Linked DNA regions of Zea mays: regions 1 and 3 are each linked to region 2. The links are chromatin contacts, called in public Hi-C maps. All regions are on one chromosome and are shown on one strand. Each heading gives the region's core, a stretch centred on a gene start, on an enhancer-like site or on the middle of the called end of the contact. The rest is flanking DNA. Distances are from core to core; before and after follow the strand shown. Region 1 holds the start of LOC103633533 (ubiquitin carboxyl-terminal hydrolase 24). Region 2 holds the start of LOC100281216 (UDP-N-acetylglucosamine--dolichyl-phosphate N-acetylglucosaminephosphotransferase). Region 3 has its middle 31 kb from the start of LOC103633535.

Region 1 (2,700 bases), core at 201-2,700, 130 kb after region 2:
ATGGGCACACCAGACAGTCCGGTGCGTGCCACGTCAGCACGCCCGTTGGGGTTTGGAGCGTTTGACCGTTGGAGTCCTTTGTAAACTGCACTATTCGCAGAGTATAGTTTGAATATGAGTACGTGATGGGTAAGCTGCTGTAGACAACTGAAAAAACGACTGTGTCATTAAAAAACTAGTCGGTTGCCTGTGCGTTGCAATAGCTTACAACAATACCCACATAAACTATCCATAAAAAATCAAGATTTTTTATTGATTGTCTCCGCTCTCTATATAATATATATTTTTTGATTTGGCTAACTGGTGTTATTATTTACTCCATGCAATATGTCTTGGTACAACACGGCCAATGGAGTGAGCGATTAGAAGAGAATTCACAATGAATGACTGAACGAACAGAGATTATAAAATGACATAATTCAACCATACAGATACCAAATAAGAGAAAATTTGTGAGCTCAAGTTTCTAAAATAAGTCACATGAAATCAAACTTATAAAAAAGATAGATCAAAATATGGAGTGATTGCTAAAGTCAGGCATCAATAAAAACTGGATGCGCTCCATATAAATTATGCTACTTCATAACAATTACTAACGTTTAAAACCAACAAATAACCTTTCATTTTACTGTTAGTGTGACAAACCATTGTTGCTCAATCCAATTCAGCAACCTCAAACACCATGGAGTCCATCGCGTCAATGTGGTCTCAGAAACGACCTAATGCTGGTAAGAGCCAAGAAAGTCGTGTCGTGCTTGAGTTGTAGACTTGGCCCGTAGTGCTGGCCTAGTCCGACACGATTATATATTTTTATTTTACAAAAAACGTATATACATATAGACAATTTATATTAAATATTAAAAATATTTGAGCATGATGTTCTACTGGTTAGACAACTTCACCTAGTGTCTCTTGCCTTTCTTCTATCAGGACATGAGTTCGAACTCCACTTTCTGCACCGTTTTTTAACATTTTACGCTGATTTAATCAAATGAGCCGACGGGTTAACGGGTTGGCCCGACACAATCAGTAGACCGACATGAAGTGCCTGGCCACAGTTGTAGCCCGCGTGCGTCTAGCCCGTGCCGGACCACCGTTTGTCCACCTATAGACCGTTGAAACTGATGCTTTAAGTATAATATAGATATAGATATAGATATAGATTAGAAAAAATACTTGACAAGATTTTCTAGAAGTCAAGATTTTTTTGTGTGGGCTAATAATCTTGTCAAACATCTATTGACAATTTAAGTAAAAAGGCAAAACTCGGTATAGAACAATAAACAGTATTTTGAATGTTTTTAATTAATAAATATTCATAAAATCAGATTCAGGAACGGTCTTTTTTAGCACAGCTGCGATTCGAAGTTTAAAGCGAGTTTGTTGAATCAACCGCAAAGAAAAGCCCCACGTACATAATACAGCCCAAGCCCACGAATCGCCCGCCCGCCTGCCTGCCGCAACCTGCATTGACATTCGACAATAGCACCAATTCAAGCAACCCCCCGTCTCGTCCTCCTTCCTCTCAAGAGTCGAGACCCAGGCAGCCAGGCTTCCAGTTCCAGCCCCACCTCGCCTCTACCCTCCTCAAACCCTACACCACGCCCCCCGGCCCCCAGCCCCCGGCCTTCGCCCAACCCGATAGCGTAGCGCCGGCGCAGAACCGGACCCTGCCGTGCGGTTGTCCACCCCGCTCGGCGCCGCCCGCCGCCGCCGCCGCCTTTGATGTCTCCTACCTGCGACCTCGGCTTCCTCTGCCCCCGGTCGCAGAAGAGCTCCCAAGAGGTCCCCCGAGCCACCGCTTCCGGCGCCCAGCGATTGGCTTCCCCACCGCAGCCGAGATGAGCAGCGGCGGCGAGAAGGTACTATCCGCGTGCTTGCATTGACATCGTCATTTGGGCGTAATTGCGTGGTTTAACTGTCTGTACTGCTTGTCCGGCTCCATGGCGTGGCGCATTAAAGTGAGCCAGGGCGGTTTAAGGTTAGGGGCGCGGGCGAGTTGATTGGATTGAGGTGTTTTGTAGTACCTGGCACGACGATTAAATGCTATTGCTACCATGGGTGATGGGTGTATGAATCATACGCCCATTATCGGATGCATAAGCAATTAATTCATATGGTACAGAACCATCGATTTGGTTTAGATGATCGTTTGGATCTGGATCATTGATCAGTGCTTACACTATTCTTGCTCCCAAGGATTGCGTGTGTGAAGCATGTGGGAGCTGAAATTAAAGTTTTCTTAAACGTATAGAGCTCCTTTCCAAACGGCTCTCAGTACAACTGTTTTGATATGCAGTAGATTTTTTGCGTAAGTTACTTATTAACAATAAAATCTGCCCATGTTACCGGATTCTCTAATCTAGTTGCTCTGTCTATGATGCAGATGTTGTTGTTTGGGTCCTTTACGGAGGACGAGACTAAGTTGTTACAGGGTCAGCCCCTCAAAAGTCCAACTAAAAGTGTCAGCAAAGAATGTGAACGGACGGAGATCCAGTTTGGCACCCTGAACTTGTCAGTGCTGAATTTAGAGAAAATATCTACTTCAAGTGTTGTTCTTCCTGCAAAATCAGCAAAAGGGGAAACCAGTGCCATCACGAAGGAGAATGCATGCAATAATGAAAAGAAAGCTGCAGGGTCAAGCCTTTCAAACGGTGGACCAGTTCTGGCTAATGGATGCCCTCCTGTTAATGTTCCTGC
Region 2 (2,700 bases), core at 143-2,642:
CCTACTGACTTCATCACAACCTTATGCCACATATATGTACTAGTATGCAACATCGTCATTAGGGGAAAACATTAACACAGCATCATAGCAAGCCAAACTTTTTAGTTTTTTAATATATCTGTTATTCAGAGAACCGATGGCATTTGCCAAGTCATACGAAGAATTTGGTTTGAAGATACATAGGGAGATGAGGCGGTGCATGAAATCTACTTATGTGAACTAAAGGGAAAACTTTTAGCAACCCAAGGCTTTGCAGATGTTCATTAAGAGTTTATATAATGTAAAAAAAGACAGGGGATATTATTGTGAAACTTGTTCGAGATTGTAATTATATTGCATCTTCAGTACACCAGTGAAGCTAGGCGTCCAAATCAAGAGCATAAACAAAGCTTTACTATTTATTTAGAATTTATTTACTCCATTGAACAAAAGCGGATTGACTCTATAGAGCACACAAATTTCATCTAAAGGTTACTGAATTCCATAAGAAATTCAAATCAGATTGTTAAACTGCATCCCTTCAAGTAGGCTGGGAGTCCATAATTAACAACTACTACCCAGAGGCGGTCTCTGCCACCACTACAGAAAATTCCAACTTCACATATTACCGAAAGAGCGGGCAAGCTCTAATTTCCAAATTGTTCACAATTACTTAAATGGCAAAATCTTCCGAAGAAGTCCAACTCTGCATGTTGCAGCTACGCAATTGCCTTCAACCGAGCTGAGATCAAGTATACTAACAATACTGCTGCATCAATAAATCAGCAAAACATGTTTTCCTGAAGACAAACACTCGAATCTAGTTTTAAGTCAACTCCTAAAGCAATGACATCTATGTAAATGTGCTTGCGCACTCACACTTTGATTTGACCCGTAGGCAAGCCTTTCTTGTTGATGTCGTAGCCGAACATACGGCGGCGGAGGTGGTAGCGGGCCGCGATAGGGATGAGCTTGAGCGCGACGCAGAACCCAACGAGGCTCATGGCGCCGCATTTGAGGATGGATCGCTGCAGATCGGCGGTCAGGGAGTAGTGCACGAACGCGAGGTACGAGAAGGGCGCGAGGAAGAGCGCCGCTGCCACAGCGGCCACGCGCAGGTTCGGCGCCCGGAGGACCGGTTCGTCTGGTGCCACCGCCGCCGCCTCATCTGCCGGTGGCGCCTGCGGAGGCGGGTCCCCGGCAGCGGCCGCCGCGGTCCTGCGGCGGACGGCCATGGGAGGGAGGGAGGGTTCGGGGCTTCGCTGACTTGGCTCTCGACGATTTGGCCCGGCCTCGCGGTGCGTCAGGACTCAGGAGTCAGGACTCAGGGGGTGATGGGGCTGCTGTCTGGTGGTCGCCGGCGGCGGGTAGTGAGGTCAATAGGTTTTATATATGAGTGGCGGCGGGGTGACGTGGTGTGCCCTCACTGGCTGGAGTCACGTGTTCGGCCGTCGGGTACGTGTTGAGAACTTGGGGTAATCTTGCGTGGAGTTGAAGCTCGTGGCTGCTGCTCTTTGCAGCAGTGAAGTGTCTCTGTGGAGCCGGCTCTGTAATTTGTGTCTCTGGCGTGTTGGTTCCAAGGTATCAGGGGAGGTCTTGTTCGTTTACAAGGAGATTGTAAAAGACTGAGAGGGATTAAAACTTTTAAATTTTTCTACTCTCTATTTTATACTTAAACCACCAGTTTCAACGGTCGTACCGCGTCATTTTTTTATAAAAAAAATCCCTATAATTTTTTCCAAATCAATTCAGCGTAAAATATTAAAAAGCGAGCGGTGCATCATGGGGTATGTTAAAAAGTGATGTAGGAGGTGAGGTTTGAACCCACTGTCCCACACTCTAATTGAAGGGTGGTGGAAGACTCTGGGCGAAACTATCTAACCAGTAGAATATCATGATCAGGTGATTATAATATTGAATATAAATTGTACATATGTATATATTTTTTTTAAAAAAAATAATCATGTCGGGTCGGGCCAGCACTACGGGCCGAGGCTACGGCCCAAGCACCGCACGACGCTCGTGTTGGGTTGGCCCAGACACTATTAAATATGTCGTGCCTCGGGTCGGCTCGCCAAACACGATCCATTTGGCTATTTATACCTCTGCACGATAATAATGGTCATCGTCTCAGTTGTCACCACCTCGTTCGTCATTCTACTTCTTTTCTCTCTCCCCTCATGCCTCCACCTCCGTGCCACCTCATTCTCGACAGAGGGCGTAGGAGCAGGCGTCTCCTCCCCGTATTCGTCCGACACCAGCCCCGACACCGACTCGCGCAGTGGCTATTGCACGTCCACGAGGACGTTTCATATCATGCGCGCACCATCATTTTCGTCGTCGTCGGACGTCTCGTTCATCTTCTCGACCTTTGCCTTGTTCTTCCTCCCCAACCTGCTGCCCATGGTCGCAACCGCGAGCCGACCGACGCTCGTTGATGTGGGTACGGGGCGAGTCGGTCATGCACTTGGCCTTTCTCCGTGCGTGCCGTCGAGGAGGACATGATGACGTCTGCCACGCTTAGGTTATATTAGCGATGATGAGTCCAAATCTGAGATAATGGACAACTAAGGCCCGTAGCGTGACAGCAGTCGACATATGCTATAGAGTTGGTGGTGGCATTGTGTCGCTTCGGTGGGTCCAAGGCTGGGAAGACACTCGCATTCTCTCGCCCTTCTCGGACTGACGCCTGGTGCGGGTGCCTCTTAGTTTGGAGCTGCT
Region 3 (2,700 bases), core at 79-2,578, 200 kb after region 2:
GATTTGATCTTGTGCAAAAGCTGGAGATAATGTTGCCCAAAGTTGTGCTATCAGACTTGTGTTAACTGAATGCTGTTCAGAGTAACCAAGTCTGGATTTCTATCTGCCGGATCGACTTTGAGGTCTCATTGAGACTATTTTGTGTAATTAGGAGCCTTGTTTGTGTAGCAAAGTTGGAGACCCAGTATTAGTGGACAAGTTTCCTTATGGGGGATTGGCTTGGTGCCACCCAAACCTAGGAGTAAATGCCTAAATGGTGCCCAAACTATCTCTGTCAGAAGTGGATGCAGATTTTGTGTAGTAGCTGCAGGTTGAGTTCAGAAAGCTGAAATGGTACCAGTGTAAGGTAGCTGACTTTTGGACACCATAACTTGGGTAGTATGTTGTTTGGGTCCCAGACCTCTATAGTAACCTTGAAGAGCTTTGTTTAGTGATCAAATTTTGTTAGCAGAGAGCGGTCTGTCTTTAGCAAGGACAGGGAGAAAAGGGGGGCTGAACAGGGAAGGTTCAGTCAGGCAATGATGTTCATGGTGATCTAAAATATCTGCAGAGATCTTTTCTCCTTGTCGTGCTTCACTTTTGTGCGAAGATTGAGATAAAGATGGGGGAATAGCAGGGGTGCTCAGGACTTTGGATACTACTGAAATATCCAAAGTCTGGACTGGATAATATCTACCCTAGTGAAACCTTATCTGCCTGCCCTTAAACGTGGTGAACTCCACCAATTCACTGCCTTATTGTGCTCAATAAACTGGCGTGGATCTCCAAGATAGAGCCACACACCCATGCTCATGCAGTCTCTGGCACATCAGGAGTTTCCTTCGCTGTAATCCCATTGAACCCGGCCACTGCATGATCTTTTCCCTGACTATTTAAAGAGCAGCGGGGGGGGGGGGGGGGGGGGGGGGGGGGGGGGGGGGGGGATCCTTGTATTTTCCGAGCCTACCCAAGGTCTCCGTGGGTCACGTCTGTGCAGCAGTATAACCTTTGTTTTCCCAGTCACACCGAGTGCTTACCCAAGTTTCTTGCTCGGCGCTTCCTTGAGTCTGGTGACCACGTCACCGACATCTCAACCTCACGTGGTTAGGCGAGCATGGTATGGTTCTGCGCCTCTGGTTTATCGTTCCAATGTCTGTGTTTGTTGGTGAATCTCACCGAAGTGGTTGTTTGGCCATTACTGCTATGATTGGATCGGAACGCGGTCGGGGACGGAGTTTTGTGAAGGTGAAGAAATCAGAGGGGCCGGAAGGCAAATGTCAGAGAGACGTAGGAACAAGGCTTGGGCTCTTTCCTAATTGTTTGAATGGCCAGGGGTCTCGGCACAAACCCACAAGCGCGGGCGCAGGCGTGCGCAGTATCTGCGTGTGTTTGGGCCAGTTTGGGCCGATTTCGACCTAGTCCTGTTTATAAGATTCTCGTTTTCTTTTTGCTGCTCACTTAGGAAATCTGTGCAAAACTGTAGAAAAATGGGGAAAATATGAGACCAATTTTGCTAGATCCCTAAAATCAAATAGTTCCAACAGGGGAGGGAGGTTTGCATTATATTGCATCTAAGTGCTCATAGTAGGGGTTACAAGCAATCGAGAGAGTATGTCCCAAGTCTCGTGAGTATGATTGAGGCAGAGTGCCAATATCAGAGGTGAGGAGAGTTGTGAGCTATGAAGTGTGTTGACTCTCGTCGCCCCATAGAAGGCCCTGGGTTCCTCTTTTTATAGTCGCAAGGAGGAGACCCAGGAGTACAAGGGTGGTTGTGCTGCTTGTTGTGATTAGAGGAGGCGTGTCAGAGCCCTGTAGCGATGTGGCCGACGGGACTGCCCTTGTCCTTGCGTCGTCTTTTGGTCAGGAGGTCGTTCGATCCCTGTAGCATGTTCTTTTGACGGGGCAGAGAGCCGAGGCAGGGCTCGAGAGCATGGGCACGTGCCCGAGCCCTAGCCCGTATAGGGGTACTTGTGTCGAGTTAGAGTGGTTGTCACAGTGCTTGGCGTGGTCTTTTGCGAGATTCGCGGGAGAGGTGGCACTTAATGCGCTTCTGCTAGGGCAGTTGGCCGAGGCCGAGCTCGTGCGAGGCGAAGATTTCTCCCGAGGCCGAGGTCTTGATCGGACATTGCAAGTAGCCATGCTCAGGGTGGTTGAAACAGTGGTCAGAGTGGAGGAACAGTGCTCTGGATTTGCGCCATGTGCCTTGTCGTGGGCGGTAAAGGTAGATTAGACCACAGTTGTGTCATCTTTTGTTGACTTTGGCACCCTCAGTAGGGCAGGTGAACGTACAGACGCATGTTCTAGAATCGGGGTGGTTGGCCGAGATGGGTAGATCCCGGAACGTCGCCTGAGACACCCTCAGACAAATCAAAAATGTGCTTGTCATTCGAGGCTGGCCACGGGCGAGTCGGAAATGTATTTCCCGCCCGAGGTAGGCCTCAGGCGACTCGTGACTGCGTCTCTGGCTCGAGGTTGGCCTTGGGCGAGGCGTGACTTGGGTCCCTCGTGCCTTGTTAAGGTCGAGAACGTGTTTTGCTCTTGATCCCTTCTTACTCAAGCGTATAGGGACTAGGTTTATGATCTGGATACCTCTAATTGTGGTACCCGACAACTAGCTCTCAAGAAGAGGCAACTGAAAGCTAATTTTGAAGAGACCAAATATATGGCCACTGACCCTTTTGACCTAAATTCTTGTTAGGAGGAAAACGATGATTATTTGAA

Evidence for each region. A called contact is a pair of places that touch in the nucleus more often than the background predicts.
Region 1: a Hi-C map of tassel shows a contact between it and region 2, with 4 times the contacts expected there. The contact joins the promoter of LOC103633533 here to the promoter of LOC100281216 in region 2. A contact is called at or near these places in 13 of 25 Hi-C or Micro-C datasets (ear, leaf, leaf mesophyll and 4 more) and 1 of 3 datasets of contacts at active chromatin or transcription factors (leaf).
Region 3: a Hi-C map of an unstated tissue shows a contact between it and region 2, with 3 times the contacts expected there. The contact joins the enhancer-like site here to the promoter of LOC100281216 in region 2. A contact is called at or near these places in 5 of 25 Hi-C or Micro-C datasets (bundle sheath, ear, leaf and 2 more).

The regions. Positions count from the first base shown.
Region 1 is chr7:180,612,051-180,614,750 of Zm-B73-REFERENCE-NAM-5.0, forward strand. It overlaps LOC103633533 (ubiquitin carboxyl-terminal hydrolase 24), which reads left to right and starts at 1,451. Exons shown (of 7, transcript XM_020540745.3): 1 at 1,451-1,862; 2 at 2,387-2,700. The coding sequence starts at 1,842.
Region 2 is chr7:180,480,770-180,483,469 of Zm-B73-REFERENCE-NAM-5.0, forward strand. It overlaps LOC100281216 (UDP-N-acetylglucosamine--dolichyl-phosphate N-acetylglucosaminephosphotransferase), which reads right to left and starts at 1,393. Exons shown (of 11, transcript NM_001154135.2): 1 at 859-1,393. The coding sequence starts at 1,214.
Region 3 is chr7:180,680,378-180,683,077 of Zm-B73-REFERENCE-NAM-5.0, forward strand. No RefSeq gene overlaps it. Among protein-coding and RNA genes, the nearest start is that of LOC103633535, 31 kb to the right of the region's middle. Within about 2 kb of position 1,329, at least 15 of the 20 cell types and tissues checked have an H3K27ac peak or open chromatin away from gene starts, as enhancers often do. A contact at or near this core is called in bundle sheath, ear, leaf and 1 more, where this site is marked.